Linked DNA regions of Zea mays: regions 1 and 2 are each linked to region 3. A link is a contact called in public Hi-C data. All regions are on one chromosome and are shown on one strand. Each heading gives the region's core, a stretch centred on a gene start, on an enhancer-like site or on the middle of the called end of the contact. The rest is flanking DNA. Distances are from core to core; before and after follow the strand shown. Region 1 holds the start of LOC100281925 (taxane 10-beta-hydroxylase). Region 2 holds the start of LOC100281623. Region 3 holds the start of LOC100285697.

Region 1 (3,609 bases), core at 967-3,466, 170 kb after region 3:
CCCTTCAGCGACCCAAACCACCACACAAAATTATCATGTTGTCCCGCCCTCCCCCCCCCCCCCCCCCCCCCCCCCCCCCCCCCCCCCCCCCCGCTTTTTATGGTGTCTCTCTCCACTCCGCAGAAGACTAGAAAAACATGGATTTTAAACCTGGCAGCCGTGAGACCCAACTCTCATTGAGAAGGATGGAGATATGGATGGGGAACCTGCTGGATGACCCGGTTTATGCAGACCATATGTTGGAGCTGGTCTTAGCAAATATATGATGTTATTGACTTTTCCACCAAAACTTCAACCACCCGCCTTATTCAAAATATTTATTCAAAAATGTAAAATTTTAAGTCACATTCAAATGACTTTTTGCCTCTCAACGGGCGGAGAATCCCCACCTGAATTTCATTGATTCTGGCATGACTAAGTCATGCCTCAACGACCTCGTTTTTAAGGGAAACGAGGCAAACCCTTACATAATGTTGTGACAGATCACAGATTACAGACAACTACAAGCACAAATGCACAATGCAGCAAGGACTTCAGCAATAGAGAGGAAACAAAGAGAGTAAATACAACAGGACACATGTTAAAGCGATCGAAACGGCGATTGTCGTACAACAACCAGCAACCTCCACTAAGAGCAACATGCTCGTCAGCACACCGAAGCCATTGCGCATCTAGACATCCCTCGTAGCTAAGCGCATCTCGCTGCCTTGTGGCCATCTGCCATGCAAACGCGGACGGGGACTAAAGGAGGCAGGAGGCACGCTGACCACAATATACTACAAATGACGACCTCCATTCGAGCAAACAGAATCACTCGACAGCGCATCCGGGCTCCGCTTGCCACCATCCAACGCCATGCGAGAGGGGAAATCCTCGTGGGGGAATGGCGGTAGATGCGGATATTCACTGACCCAGCATAAGATTTTCGTGTTCCAGTTAACAAGGAGAGCACTGACGGAGCAGAGGCGCCAAAGGGAGGCACCCGTTGCATCACGACAAGGGTGAAACACCAGTGCCAAGCACAAGGGCACAAGAAACCTGCAAGAACATGATGACGACCAAATCACCGTCGCAGCATGAGTCGTCCATGACGACACCTAGGGGTTGGAGGAAAGGTGAGGAGGCTCCCTGACGATGCCTCCAAGGAGGTCAACGGCGCCGAGGGCATCGACGTCGTTTGCATAGACTATACATTTTGCATGGCTTTCGCTTGGGATCTCAGTGTTGCCATGTGTTTGTGAATAGAGGTAGCATAAAAAATAGTTTGTTCTTGCTTTTGTACGACTCTTTTCCTTCCATGTGACCAAATATTGCAGGAATGTGCCACACCTTAGGATGGCATCGGATAAGATACCTAATTAGCACACAAGGCTATACACATATTCACCAAAAAAATACCTCATTCCCGTACCTATCATGGTACAAATTACCATATACTCATACCCACTAACATTTCAGTAGACATGATCATTTTAATTTCAAAAGTAAATATCAAATATAAAATATTAAAGTCCAACACCTCATCAGTAATGAAAGATACTAAAATATCATATTATCTTTGTGTTTTTATCGAACCGAGCATAATTTTATTACAAGTTCAATGTTTTATTTTATGTGGAACACATTTAATAATTCGGACACACATGATATAGGTTAACGAGTATAGTAAATGACCCAATAAAATATATATGTTAGCAGAAACAGCATAAAAAATGAAGTAGATTAACCAACAAAACACAGAGCACGACACACAGATTTACATGAAAAATCCTTCAATGTGAAGGGAAAAACCACGGACACCAGTCAGGTGAAACCTTCACTATATATTAAGTGTTTACAGAACACCGTTCACTATAGAATTTGAATCACAGACTCAACACTATGGACATCAAAATACCTCATATCATATCGAATGGGGTTTTGACCCATCGGACCTTGGATAGCCATTATTGCCATTTCTAGCCACACCTGCGCCTGCCGAGGCCCCGCCCGGCAATGGACACCTCATGCGCGCCCGCCCTTGCCGGCCCCGTGGTCGCTGGAGGGAAGAGAAAAGCACGAGTGGCATATATGGGGCCTAGCTAGATCTAGATGAAAGTGAGCTGTTGCAAACAGTTTGATAAATTCCAACTCCAATAATGAACCTTGATCGCGTTGAATCCAAGTGGATTCTGACAGCACTGTATATATATCTACACACAAGCAGGCTTTTAATTGCCCAACACCCCGCCAACTACCCCCAAGTTTGATCGAGCTCTCTCCACGCACCACCAGCATACTTGCAATGGCTTTCATCGTGCTCCTTGCTGCTGCAGCAGCGGCAATAGCCTTGGTTCTCCACCACCTCCTCAGTGCCCAAAAAAAGCGCAGCAGCAGGTCTGCAGGCTCGACGTCCTACAGCCTACCGCCCGGCGACCTCGGCGTCCCCGTCATCGGCCAGACCTTCTCCCTCCTCCACGCGCTGCGCAGCAACACGGACGACCAGTGGTTCAGGGCGCGGATCAAGAGGTACGGCCCGGTGTCCAAGATGTCGGTGCTGGGCTCGCCGACGGTGCTGCTGGCCGGGACGGAGGCCAACCACTTCATATTCACCAACCAGGGCCTCATCCTCACGCAGACGCGCGCGCTCCGCTCCCTCCTCCGCCGCTCCATCCTCACGCTCACCGGCGACGACCTGAAGCAGGTGCGCAGCGCGCTGCAGGGCTACTTGCGGCCTGAGATGGTCCGGGGGTACGTGGGGAAGATGGACGCCGAGGTCAGGAGGCAGCTCAAGCTCAACTGGGTTGGTCGCAGCACTGTCAACGTACGTACCTACCTGTGATTATCATAAACAGCTGTGTGTTTTAGTTTCGTTGTTCTATCTATATTGTCGTCTATCGTTGTGAGCTTTGACCAACAATTTACTAAAATTCTCCAGATAGATTAACAACGCAAATTAAGTTGATGTATATATTCATCATGCAAAGCAATTAGTTATCTCTATCAAGTTCTACATCTTCATAGACATTGTTAGTCAAATACTATAGCCTTGTAAAAATGTATTGGTATACCATATATAACCAACCGATCGACGACTTAATTGAAATTATAAACGTGTGTTCTTGCTGGCCATATATGTAGGTCCTGCCGATGGCGAGGAGCCTTACACTAGGGGTCATCTGCTCCGTCGTCTTCGGCGAGGAAGCAGCCGCCATAGTAGACGCCCTAGCTACCGACTTCCAGCAGCTAGGTGACGCGATCCTGTCGTTCCCAGTCAACATCCCCTTCACCAGGTTCGGCAAGGGCATGCGGTCGAGCGCCAAGATCAGGGAGGCCATCACGAAGTTCGCCAGGAAGAAGGAGGAGGAGTACTCCTTGCTGCTGTCGCAGGACGAAGGGTGCACCACCGCCACTGCTACTGCTACGACTTCAGCCGCCACCGACTTCGTCACCTACATGCTCCTCCTGCGCTCCAGGGGCGCGCACTCCCTCTCGCTGGCGGACATCGTCGACAACGTGATGGGCATCGTCATCGGCGCGCACGGCACCACCTCGACGCTCATCACCTTCATGGTGCGCCACCTCGCCAACGAGCCAGACGTCCTCGCCAAGATCACCCAAGGTACTGTG
Region 2 (3,734 bases), core at 1,223-3,722, 150 kb before region 3:
TAACAATATCATTTGAAAAAGGGTACCTAATACGAGGTATATTTTAAGTAGAAGTGTGAAATATGCTTTTAGATTCTCCGCGGTAGAGCATGCCTACTCCGTGGATGCTTGTATTTTCTTGTAGTTATCACATTACAAGGTTTAATGATTGTTGGAGAGTGAGGGCTTAGGCAAGGGGCTCTCAATCTAACAATTGAAACACAAAGTCCTGGAACCACCAACTCCCTACTTTGCTTTTACCAAAGTCTCTAAGTTTTTGTGAGTGCTAGGTAGACAAGGCTTCACCACGAACATGGACTAAGGGATGACTCTGAACAAAAACCACACCCAAAGATAAGAAAAAGAGATGCAAGGCCAAGGCTCTTACAATAACCAAGACTTAGGTTGATTCGTTGAAGTGAAGATGAATGTCAACACAAGAGACAATACTACAAGCATTCATTCATCATCAAGCTCTTCTCCCAATGAAGCTCATAATGAGCGCAAAATTATTCCATGACAGTGTATCAAAAGAAAGACACGAGGCAACGCAGTCTTCACCATGATAGGTTGAGGAATGGCTCTGAATGAAAGCCTTCATTGAATCAAACCCTTGGTGAATGCCTAATCATGGGACCACACCCTAAGGCCTTCACCGATCTCGTTGAAGGCTTGCTCAGAGATGACAAATCCCACACCCTAAGGGCCTTTGCCAAAGGCTTGCTAGGAGATGACAAGACAGACATGTCGTGGGCCTTCACCGATCTCGTCGAAGGCTTGACGAAGATGATAAGATTGTCGCACTAAGGGCCTTTATCGATCTTGTCAGAGACCACCATGTTGAGGACATCCGGTAGAGACAATGAACATTCAGAAGAGCCATGTCTTATGAGACTAAATGAAGGCTTAATGGCCTTTCACCTTGGCTTAATAAAGGTCCACGATCAAAGGTGGTTGGCGTGTAAAAGGCCCTTGATATCCTTGAGATGCTAAATCTTGTAAACTTGGATATTAAAGAATATGTCCTGATAGGTAAGAGCAAAGAAAATATGCACAAAATTGTAATTGTGTTGTATAAAAAGAATGTTGATCAATAGTAAAGAACGATGATTCTAGCTCAAAACATTATACATTGTTGCCTTGATAATTATGCTCCTCTCTTCGCTCAGTTTGTACCCATTCACCAACAACAACATTAGGTTTTAGAGGCAGGGAAATATGATAAATGAAGGTCAATTAATCCATACAATCCAAAGAAAAAATGTTTAATTGAATGGGGATCCAAAGGCTTTGCCGACTCCAATTGAGCATGTGTCCATATTATGGCTTTGCTTTGGTGTGGAAGACATTTGAAATTCAAATCCTCATTCTAGATTAGCTCTTGCATACGGTCATGGATGCGTAAAATACACAACAAAAGCACTCTATTCACTAATCCAGTAGGTTGCACATGCATTTGCGCAAAAGCACGACCTCGCTCGAAGTCGTGCATATCCGTGGGTTCTCCCCTTTGAGCATCCTTTTGTTCATATAACCATCAAGTTCTCTTTCCTCTCTTCCCACATCACTGCTCCTCCTCTTTCGCTTCCTTCCCCCAGCTCACTGTGTCGCCTGCGATCTGGAGGGCCATTTCGCTTCGCCTAGAAGCCACTGCTATCTCTCTACAGGATTGCTTCCTCCTTGAAGTCGCGGATCGGCCATCCTCGCACCACCTCTCCCTCCTCGTCACTGCTTGCTCCTACACGTTGTCGCTCCCTCGCTCGAGTACCGCTTCCCTTCCACGGCACTGCTTCCTCCTCAAGTGCTAGGTCCCTCCTCGCCGACACCCCTTTGTCCTCCACTGCATTCCCTCCGCACTCCACTTGTCGCTCCCTCGTCCAACCAACTGCTCCCCTCTCCATACTGCTTGCCCCTTCGAGCCAACGTTATCGTATGCATCACCACTCCCAACTTCTCGACGAAGATCCCTTGTCACACCGCTTTCCTTATTACCTCCACACCGAAATGGAATCCGCGGTAACCAAACGGGGCCTTAAAATACACAGTAGATCCAGAGTGAAGTTTAAAATATAGGATGAGGTAGAGAATACGATAAGAGATCTCTGCTGAGATGAACTACTCTATCTTCCGGTCACGAATTTGCTGGCGGAGACGTTCCTCTATTGATCACTCGCGTCACCTCGTGCACCCAACGACCGGGGTAACGTCAGGTCAGACCAGTGACTCACTCGTCAGTGGGGGCCACCCAAACACCCCTCCATCATTCTCCCAATCAGCCATGGCGACGCGCCGCCAACCGCATCTGTAATTTTGGAACCGCCGCCTGCGCGGGCCCCACCAACCCCGCACCGACGCCGACGCGGGTCCTCGCCGTCCGATCCGCGAGCGCCCCGAGACCGACGGCCGCGATGCGGGTGCGCCCGCCCCGGTGGTCGCGCGGCGTGCCGCTATTAATAGCGACGCCTGCCTCCGGCGACCCAAGGTGGCACTGCAAGCGCAAAGCAGCTTCCTTTCGCCTGCTGGACTAGTCGAGCGGCGAGCGAGGAGGCGGAGGATGGGCCGCGGCCGGGGCGTGAGCTACGGGGGCGGGCAGAGCTCGCTGAGCTACCTCTTCGGCGGCGGCGGCGGCGACGAGGCCGCCGCGGCGCCCGCCAAGCCGGCTGCGGCGGCGCCTGCGCCTGCGCCGGTGCCGGCGGCAGCAGACGGCGAGAAGCTCAAGGGGATCCCGGCCGGCGTCCGCGGCAACCAGAGCCAGACCAACAACTACTTCCGGGCGCAGGGGCAGAACTGCGGCAACTTCCTCACGGTAAGCCAGCCAGACAGCCAGTCGCCGGCCACCTATTCTTCCTCTTCCCCTTTTGTCTCTGCGCTCCTGACATCGTTGCCTTCCTCTGCCACGGCGTGGCCCACAGGACCGCCCGTCGACCAAGGTGCACGCCGCGCCGGGCGGCGGCTCGTCGCTCGGCTACCTCTTCGGCGGCGGACCTCCCGGGAGCAAGTGATGTGATGGGCACCTTCTCCGCCCAGACTTTTCGGAGCACCGCCTGCTTGGGAAGCTTGATTTTTACTAAGTCCATCGTGACCTGCTGGATGTGAAGTTAATTTCCATGAAGAAATGTATGTTCATGTGTACCTCTGTAATCTAGAAATGTTTATGTGTATCTCTGCAATTTCGTTGGGGTCGGTCGTCTCATCAGTGCCTGTATGTGTGTGTGTCATCAACTGACTTTGTCCTGCATGTTGTTCATCAGAAGTTGAGAACATGTGTTAAGTTGTTCACATGCTAATAATGGTCCAGATTCTGTTTACGCTTGAAATTCAGCACGTGTGTCCACTACAAATTCAGGTTTACGCTTGAATACTAGGTGCAGAACATCTCATTTGACCATCTCAGGTTCCAAAATTTCTCATATCCTGCGCCTACTCTCTTGTGAAATAAGATGCCACACCACCTCTGTAAGCAGAATTCTGTGGCCTAAACCACCTCACTACTGCAGAGTCCAAGTTTAGCACAACTTGACCTCGAGATTTAGGGCCTGTTTGACATGATTCTAGAGCAAAACTTCAAGAAGAAGCTGGTCAGGGCATATCAAACACTCTAACTCTAGAGTTGTAAACTCTATGGAGTCTCTTTTACTGCTCCGAAAACTCCAAAAGAACCTAGTCATGGAGTTTTGAGTTATTTACCCGTGACTGCCACCGATTATGAGATACAGTCTAAGTTCTAGAACAGAGCTACTCCACCCAGAGTTTTA
Region 3 (3,647 bases), core at 551-3,050:
AGGACGAAAAGGAAAAAGCTTATACTCGTAGCTCATCGACTCGCTCGGTCCGTGGTCTCCTCGGCTCAGCTCGGTTCGACTCGTTTGAATTTTTTCACGATGTGAACTGATATCGTAGCTCGGTTCATTAAACGAGGCAGCTCGTTCCAGCCCGTGAGCTAAACGAGTTACTTCATTTCAGCAAAACGAAACTATATGCATATCATTTACATAATAATTGATGAACATGTTATATGTATGTGTGATGTATATGGTCTATGAGTTAAAATAATGATTTATGAACTTTGTCTATTTGTTAAATTGATCTATGAGAATATAATCGTGGGTTAAACTGATGAACATGTGTGTGAACTATTAATTGATGAATGATGAGTTGTGTTAATTTGGTGTTACATTGATGTGGTCCCTGAAACTATGTATACAATTATTATTTTTATTGTTAAATTAATCTAAAATTAACTAGAAATTCATGTTATATACATTTTTTTCTGTTCTGACTCACAAGCTAAACGAGCCGAGCTGACTCTATGGCTCGTTAGTTTAACAAGTCGAGCCAGCTCGTTAGCTTAACGAGCCATCTCGAGCTCGGACGAGCTGAACCGAGCTAGTTCGATATTCAGTCCTAATGCTAATTAGAAGTATTAAATATAGTAAATAAAAACTAAACGACAAGATAAATCTATTAACCTGATTAGTACATGGTTCACACATGTGATGCTTAATCATGGATTAGTTAGGTTCAATAAATTTGTATTGCCGTTTATTAGTCTTCAGTTGTGTAAATAGTTTTATAACTAGATTATATCTAACTTGTAATAGGCATTTGGATATCCGATGTGACAACATGCTAAACTTTAGTCCCTTAAACTAAATGCTCTGGTTGTCGACAGGGAATGCGTGATGGCTCCATCCCTATCCAGAGGAGAAAAAGAATTATCCGTTCCTGTTCTCGTCCCATGAACAATTACGGAGGACCTATCTCTATCTCTGCCCCCACACGGGTAATTTTCTCTCCGTGGGAAATTTGTCACTGTTACAAAATGCAATATTTAAAGATAAGTATGCATCATTTATATGGAATTAATATAAATTGAACTGGCAAGTTTTAATGTAACAAGAGGTATCTAGTTTAGAATTTAGTATGCTAATTATACTAGGCTATGAGTTAAGTTTTTGATAGATTTTTAACATGCAAAGGAATTAATTTAGAGTAAGAGAAGTCAGTACGTGCTGAACGAGGATGTGAATGGCTCTCCATCCCCTTCTCCATAAACCTGGTGGAGACTAAGGATTTTGCATCAACAAACAACTCTTCTTACTTTCAAAAAGAGCTTCTCAGAGAGTATCTTATTTGGTTGGAAACGTAGCTCTTCCTATTTTTACGTGGAAGGGAAGGACGGGAGAGAGAGACTCCCGAAGAAGTCTCTGTTTTGGGCTCTCTGGTTCGCTCGATTTCTAGAGGCAATTCCTCACTATTTTTATGAAGAAGTAAGTCTAAATTTTCTAGAGCCGCTCGTTTAATAGATTTTTTTGACGGAGTTTTTAAAGGAGTCTTTGAAAGAGTGGCACCAAAAGAGTCTAAATTTTCTTCATTTTAATTTTAATAAAGATTAGAACCTATTTGTTTGGGATATAATAATTTGTCTGTACCTCTATCCCTTACTAGGGAATTATCTGTAAGGAACCACGGATCAGGCCCCGTTGCCATCTCCATTGGAGCTAGACTATAGAAGTAGATGTCTTGAAAAGGAGTCTCCGTCACGCACCAACTCCAACGCCTCCTCGCCTGTCCCCATTTGAGACAAATCCACGTCCGTCCATCTAGAGCGAGCGAGAGAGAGAGGAAGCTTCTCTGATTCCGCGGTTCGGCTCGCCCGGCCATGATAGAGATAAAGCAATGATTCGCTCCGGCTAGCATCGCATCTGATCGATCACTCTCAATCCCCTGCAGCTCCCGCCCACCCACCCACAGGCGTCGCTCTCGCCGGAGCTGCAGCGGCGACGCGGGCCTCGGCGCAGCGGGATCTCCCACCCTCCGCCCACCGTCGCCGCCTCGCCGGCCGACCCAGGCAGCGCAGCGCAACGATCGGTCACAAACAAGAACGACCAAGGCGCGCCCCTCAAGCGGCGTCGTCGTCCTCGTCCTCGTCCCCCCCGAGACCCCGAGCGCGGAGGAAAAAGTCAACCCGGATCCATCCACGAGAAGAGATGGGGTCGTTCAAGGGGCACGTGCTCCCGGGCACGCTGTTCCTGGCGGTGGGGCTGTGGCGGGTGTGGTCGTCGGCGGCGCGGCACGCCGCGGACCCGTCGTCGTTCCGGGTGCGCGCGTGGAGCCCCGCGCCGGCGCCCGGGCCGGCGCGGCTGCTGGAGCTCTACGTCGTGGCGGGCGGCGCGCTGGCGGACATGTGCGTGGAGGTGCTCTACTCCACGCACCTCCGGATATTCGCCGGCGGCGAGGTCAACCCGGCGCACCTCAACGACCTCGAGCACGGCGGCATGCTGCTCATGTTCTTCCTCTTCGGCGCGCTCGCTCTCGCGTCCCAGCTCTGGCCCAGGTCTGTCTGTCTGTCTGTCTGTTCTGTCTTCTGTGTGCACGCGCGCGCTCGTTGCCTAGCTCCTCTGACGGTCTCTGTCTGACCTAGCCCTCTCCGTCGATCCAGCCAAACCTTGGATCGTTCGTCGTTTCTCAAGCTTTTTACGCTAGGATTCGTTGCATGCGCGATGATCACGAAGAAGAGGAGCCGCCGCGTCGTAGTCGTCGGTTCTTTTTGGTTTCAAAGAAAAGAAAAGGAAAAAAAAAACAGAATCTTTAGGTTGGTTGGATTAGTTGGGTGGCGCCGTGGCGAGGCTGTACATGTTTGACTCGTCGCCATGATTGGCTGGCGCAGCCATGTGGTGGTCGATCCAGCTCACAACACAACACCATGTCCTCCAACTCGCCTACAAATCCATACACCAAGAACACTGCCTGTCTCGTGGTCGTAGTACCCGTAAGCAGCAGCACCAGCAGCGATGTTTTGGTGAAAGGGAAAAATTAAAAGGGATTTCGTGGCGGCGTGCCTTCCCTTTTCTGAATGCACGTGGAGTAGTAGCAAGTGCAGTCCGACTCTGTTTCGCATTGGAGTGCTGTTGGGGGGGCCCCAAGCTTGATCTCACCCCAACGACAACGAGTGCATGCAGTCCCCCCTCTCTTCTTTTCTGATCCACACCTGCGCAGCTTTTGTTGTTTCGTCTTGGAAAATCTTTGGCAAGCAATCATGCAGTCGTACAACGCCATTATTATATAAAGTACGCAGCAAAGCATGAGTAGTAAACAATGGGGTGTTGAACTGAACAACGAATACGAACGGTGCAGGCACTTCCCGCTGACGGACGGAGCGCTGTGCCTGGTGGCGGCGACGGCGTTCACGGCGGAGCTGGTGCTCTTCTACTTCCACTCCACGACGCACATGGGGCTGGAGGGCTACTACCACTACCTGCTGGTGCTGCTGGTGGGCCTGTGCGTGGCCGCCGCCGTCCTCGGCGCGCTCCTGCCGGACAGCTTCCCGGCCGACCTGGCCTCGGGCGTCCTCGTCGCGCTGCAGGGGCTCTGGTTCTACCAGACGGCGCTGGCGCTGTACGGGCCCATGCTGCCCGCGGGCTGCGCC

Evidence for each region. A called contact is a pair of places that touch in the nucleus more often than the background predicts.
Region 1: a Hi-C map of leaf shows a contact between it and region 3, with 4 times the contacts expected there. The contact joins the promoter of LOC100281925 here to the promoter of LOC100285697 in region 3. A contact is called at or near these places in 1 of 25 Hi-C or Micro-C datasets (leaf) and 2 of 3 datasets of contacts at active chromatin or transcription factors (leaf and seedling).
Region 2: a contact with region 3 is called in a Hi-C map of leaf, with 4 times the contacts expected there. The contact joins the promoter of LOC100281623 here to the promoter of LOC100285697 in region 3. A contact is called at or near these places in 2 of 25 Hi-C or Micro-C datasets (both in leaf).

The regions. Positions count from the first base shown.
Region 1 is chr4:6,211,904-6,215,512 of Zm-B73-REFERENCE-NAM-5.0, forward strand. It overlaps LOC100281925 (taxane 10-beta-hydroxylase), which reads left to right and starts at 2,217. Exons shown (of 4, transcript NM_001397556.1): 1 at 2,217-2,803; 2 at 3,121-3,601. The coding sequence starts at 2,285.
Region 2 is chr4:5,892,276-5,896,009 of Zm-B73-REFERENCE-NAM-5.0, forward strand. LOC100281623 reads left to right here and starts at 2,473. Exons shown (of 2, transcript NM_001154542.2): 1 at 2,473-2,785; 2 at 2,892-3,232. The coding sequence starts at 2,534. The coding sequence ends at 2,981.
Region 3 is chr4:6,039,338-6,042,984 of Zm-B73-REFERENCE-NAM-5.0, forward strand. LOC100285697 reads left to right here and starts at 1,801. Exons shown (of 2, transcript NM_001366734.1): 1 at 1,801-2,555; 2 at 3,356-3,647. The coding sequence starts at 2,209.